Regions from separate parts of the Danio rerio genome. Here region 1 is linked to region 2. Evidence: chromatin contacts called from public Hi-C data. All regions are on one chromosome and are shown on one strand. The core of a region is the stretch at or near the end of the contact, and the rest is flanking DNA. Distances in the headings are between cores, read along the strand shown. Region 1 holds the start of pcdh18b (protocadherin 18b). Region 2 has its middle 34 kb from the start of slc7a11.

Region 1 (2,700 bases), core at 140-2,639, 230 kb before region 2:
CGTTTCTCACGGTCCAGAGACACATTTGTGAGAATCATGTAGTTGTTCTCGTAGGTCTTCTGCAGGCGAAAATGCCCATGGCCATGAAGACGGCACACAACCTCACCGTTTATACCCGAGTCACTGTCATCCACTCGCACTAATGCGATGAAGGTATCAACAGGGGAGGCCTCTGAGATGTAGGCCACCTCCTCTTTGCCCTGAGTCATGAGGTTGATGTTGATTTTTGGCTTGTTGTCGTTGACGTCGACCACTTTGATTATTATTTTACAGTGGCCTGGAATGGAGTTGGGACCCATATCCTGAGCCTGCACATCTATTTCATATGAAGACGTGGTTTCGTAGTCAACTTTCTTAATAAGAGTGATGTGGCCATTATCTGGGTTAATTTTGAAAGTCTCTAGGATTTTGGGGGGCACGTGGCTGCTGAAAGAATACACGATTTTGCCATTATTGCCTTCATCCGGGTCTGTAGCGTTCAAGTCTACCAAGAGCGTCCCCAGTGATGAATTTTCCAGGAGGTTGACCACGTAAGCCTGCTCGTCAAACGCCGGGCTATTATCGTTGGAATCAGATATGCTGATTTTAAGCAGAGTTGAGCCAGATTTCGGCGGTACGCCAGAGTCTGAAGCTGTGAGTTGTAGTTGATAACTGGACTGTGTTTCCCTGTCAAGTTCTCTCATTACAACAAGGTCCGCGTACTTTGCGCCGTCCGTTCGCGTCCTGATATCGATTTTGAAAAAGTTATTCCGAGTGAGCGAGTAGGTGTGCAGCGCGTTTTCCCCGACATCCGGGTCTACCGCGCTATCCAGAGGGAAGCGTGTGCCCACAGACGCGCTCTCGGATATCTCTATAGGGATGATGGCGCGCGAAAACTGCGGAGCGTTGTCGTTGATGTCCAACACTTCCACTTGAATGTGAAACAGTTGGAGGTATTCTGTGGGAATAGTAATCACGTCGAACTCGATAGTGCAGTTTAAGTTTTTCTCACAAAGCTTTTCTCGGTCGATTTTGGTGGCTATGCTGATCTCTCCGTCCTCCTCGCGCACGGAGAGCAGAGGGGTGCTGCCTCTCTGCATCGCTCTGAAGCGCGGAGACACGGAGCTCGGGAGTTTGGCTAACAGACCGGCTACATCCTCTTTCAGCCTGGCGATTACCGTCCCAACTCTTTGCTCTTCCAGAACTTTGTATTTTAAAGTCTTCCCCGAAACATTGTGCGCCACGGCCGCCAGAAGCATAAGTTTCAGAAGCGTCTTGCAAAACAAAACATTCCAGTCGCTGGAGTGCTTAGTTGTTCCCATATTTGAAGACGTGCGCGAAGTTGTTATTCCACACACACAGAAGACTGGCTGGTGGATTGTTCGGTGTAGATTAAAGCATGATAAATCCTCGAATGCTGTGCATAGATTTCAAGCAAAAGCGTGTAGAGTGGTGGAACCAGCACTCCCCCTCTCTCCGCGTTTTCAGTGGCTCAGAAGAAGCATCAGGACGCGGTATTGCGGCTGCACACATCCACTTTCCTCTCCGTCTGACTGTGTGTGAGTTGGTGCGCGGGTGTGTGGGAGGCGCAGCTCCTTGCGCGCGCGCGAGTGTGTGTGTGTGTGTGTGCTCTGTCTGTGACTCTGAGAACACTGACTAGCCCCTTGCAGCTCACCTCAGACCGTGGCCCCCACCCTCTCCAAACTCCAGCCTCCTCTCCTCGCCCCACGGCTGTACATCCCTGAAAAGAAAAGAAAAGAAAAGAAAAGGGTGAATGAAGGAAAGAAAGAGCAGTGATTGTGGTGGAGCTGGCAAGCAGATCTCGCCATGAGGAGGACAGAGTTTCAGAAGTGTGCCATAACAATAGAAAATAGACACATGTATTCAAGGCCAACGTTTCTCGTGTCACCCTGGCACACTTTGGGTTACTTCTTACTTTACTAATGTTTTCATTATTGTAACATATTTGTTTCCACCAATTTAACTTAGAATTTGCGTCATTTTAAAGATTTAAAGCGTTTTCTTTCGACTTTTAACTTTAAATAAAGTGATTTTACGCGCAATGCACACTACAATCATTTTGATTCCCCCAAAAAGATTAGCAGTTAAACCTTTTACATTGTTATCGTGTTTTAAATCGTAAGTTTGAAATACTTTAATATTTAATAATGCGTAAAAATAACTACCCGTTATAATATTGCGCACATATTATACTATGCAGTATATAGTACTATTGCACACAGCTATCTCAAAAAAAGTTTAATCTCATGCTATAATGGTGAGTATGACGGGGAACTGGAGGATATCTGGGAACCCATCAGCGCGCTATTGTGTCTCGTGGAGAAATCTGCGCGCGTGGCGAATCGCGCGCTTTGAAAAGGATTCCCCCAACCTCCGTTAACCCCCAGTCAATGTGATTTCTCATAGAGGTCACACTCTCCCCCCAGTGAACAATGCCACTTTACGACTCACCATCTCTGATTCCACCGCATTAGCATCATCATGCGCGTTCACCCACAAACAAAAAGCAAACATGAGCTTCTGGAAGTTTCAGGGCCATCTGGTTCGAATGTCCAGAAAAGCAAAATCATATCAGTCTTGCAAGAAATACTTATTTTTCAAAAGTGCAAGAATGGAATTTTCACTTAATGCTTTTAGCTAACAAACCTACGCGAACTTTTTGCCCGTGACGCATCTTTTCCGTTGCGCTTAGTGCGTTTT
Region 2 (2,856 bases), core at 46-2,545:
CTGTCTGTAGTAACTCATCATGTTGAAGAAATGATTAGTAATGATGCTGAAAATTCATCATTGAATTACAAGGATAAAATATTTTAAAATATCTTCACACAAAATAATTACATTTATACATATCTATTATAAATAATATTTAATGTATTGTAAATTAAATGTCATATTTTTCAATGTAAACTATATTTTACAGTCACATTATTTCACAAACAAATATATATATTTAGTTCTCATACACTGCATTTGCACTGCATGTGATAATATGTCAATTATAATGGTGTATTTTATTTATTTATTTATTTGTTTGTTTATTTATTTATTTATTTATTTGTTTGTTTGTTTATTTATTTATTTATTTATTTATTTATTTGCCTATTTGTTTGTTTGTCTGTTTGTTTATTTGTTGTTGTTGTTGTTGTTGTTGTTGTTGTTGTTGTTGTTGTTGTTATTATTGAGCAACATGGTGGCTCAGTGGTTAGCACTGTCACCTCACAGCAAGAAGGTTGCTGATTCGAGTCCTAAGCTGGCATTTCTGTGTGGAGTTTGCAATATGAATGAACTGAATAAACTAACTTGGCCATAGTATATGTGCGTGAATGAGAGTGTTTGGATGTTTCCCAGTACTGGGTTGCAGCTGGAAAGGCATTCGCTGTATAAAACATATGAGTGATAAGGCGACAGTTCATTCCGCTGAAGGAAAATAAATGAATGAATTCTTATTCATTCATACATTAATTTTCTTTTCGGCTAAGTCCCTTTATTAACCAGGGGTCGCCACAGTGGAATGAACCGCCAACATGTCCAGCATATGTTTTACGCAGCGAATGCTTTTCACGCTGCAACCCATCACTGGGATGTATTATTATTATTATTATTATTATTATTATTATTATTGTTATTATTACCAAATTTTAAAAAAATTAAAAAACAGTCCATTCTGATATCTTAGTCATTTCCACTGTCTCTTAAGTGACCTCTATATCAGCACAGAGCACTGTGTCCCTCATACTCCATCTAGGGAAGATTGTAGGCTGAAAATCCGATGAAAAGTCTGTGGTGATGTATAACTGTGCTAACCGCACTGTACACCTGCCCCTCCAGTCTGTGTGAATGAACTGGTGTGTGCAGACATGCTTCTCCTTGTTGTAATGGCATAAGGCCCGTCCCTGGAGCTGGCCTCCTCTTGATGTTGTTGTACCGGGCAGATGTCCAACAATGGCAGGGATGTACTGTATGTTCACTCGAGTGTGTTTGCGTGTGTGTGTTAGTGCGCTGGGCCGGTGCCATGATCTTGGCACTCGATCCTGGTTCACCAGCTTCAACTTATTCACAAAGTCATTTGAGCCGTGCTGCCTGCGATACGAGACCCCTGGTGCTGCCAAAACACACACACACACTTTAACACACAAGCTCACGTTGATATGATTATGTGGGTGAACTAACATTTTCAACCTCAGCCATCTCATTTTTTAAAACTTTTTCTTACTGTATTCTTTTCTAGGAGGCTATGTACAGTAAGTGAGGTATTAAATAAGGAAATATTAAATCATCATAGTGAAATGGTTCAATCATTCTGGTGCAAACATTGGCTGCAGTAAAAATTGAATTGGGTTTTGCATGTCTGTTATTTCAGTCACTGGTCCACAATTGATAGTTTTCAAGTGACATCACACCATTGGGGGAATACAATACATCTCCCACTGACCACCAAGTTACAGACTGAGTGATATATATATATATTTTTTTTTTTTTAGCCAAAAAGCTGGGTAATTGTTGTGCAATAACATAGATTTTTACTAGGAGATATGGAGAGACATATTTTCTGCCTGTGCAGTACGTCTAAAGAATTTTTTAATAGAAAGAACAGCCAGAAAGGAAAAATTTATGGATTTGTGCCAAATGGCAGCATCAAGGATGGATGGATGGATGAAGAGATGGAGGGCTAAATGGATAGACAGATTGATGTATGTATTGGTGGATGGAAAGATGGATGTATGCAAAGAAAGATGGATAGAGGGCTAAATTGATAGACAGATATATCAATAAATAAACGGATGGATGGATGGATGGATGTTGGGATGAGTGGATGAATGAATAGATGGATTGATAAACAGATGGATAGTGGGATGGATGGATGGATGGATGGATAGATGGTGGGATGAATGGATGAATGAATAGATGTATTGATAAACAGATGGATAGTGGGATGGATGGATGGATGGATGGATGGTGGGATGAATGGATGAATGAATAGATGGATTGATAAACAGATGGATAGTGGGATGGATGGATGGATGGATGGATGAATGGATGGATGGATGGATGGATGGGCAGATCAATGGATGGAGAAATTAATAGGCAGAGGGATGGATGGATAAATAGACAGACGGATGGATGAATGGGTGGATAGATATATTTATAGGTAGACAGATAGATTGATGATAGATGAATGGATGTATAGATGAATTGTTAAACGGATGGATGGATGGATGGATGGATGGATGGATGGATGGATGGATGGATGGATGGATGGATGGATGGATGGATGGATAGATGATTGGATGGATGGATGCATAGCAATCTATGATACCTATATGCAATTAAAGAATAAATTAAAATGCAAAGTCAATGTATGAATAGAAGAAGTGAACAAATTGATTTTCCCTAACAGCAAATATAACTTTTAAGCAAAATAAATGCATAAGCAAATATAAACACAGACACTTGCCTACTAAATTGCTGCGGAATATCCACAAGATATACATAAATATTGCAGAATTGCAGCTTTGACAGAGACATGACTAAAAAGGCAGTATATGGATTGCAAGTGCCCATAATGTACAGTTTACTATCATA

Evidence for each region. A called contact is a pair of places that touch in the nucleus more often than the background predicts.
Region 1: a Hi-C map of an unstated tissue shows a contact between it and region 2, with 8 times the contacts expected there. The contact joins the promoter of pcdh18b here to the enhancer-like site in region 2. A contact is called at or near these places in 3 of 18 Hi-C or Micro-C datasets (caudal fin, embryo and an unstated tissue) and 2 of 4 datasets of contacts at active chromatin or transcription factors (caudal fin and embryo).

Annotation. Positions count from the first base shown.
Region 1 is chr14:46,749,698-46,752,397 of GRCz12tu, reverse strand. pcdh18b (protocadherin 18b) reads right to left here and starts at 1,389. Exons shown (of 4, transcript NM_001115099.1): 1 at 1-1,389. The coding sequence starts at 1,301.
Region 2 is chr14:46,520,245-46,523,100 of GRCz12tu, reverse strand. It overlaps a transcript of fgfrl1b not described here. Among named protein-coding and RNA genes, the nearest start is that of slc7a11, 34 kb to the right of the region's middle. Within about 2 kb of position 1,295, at least 13 of the 62 cell types and tissues checked have an H3K27ac peak or open chromatin away from gene starts, as enhancers often do.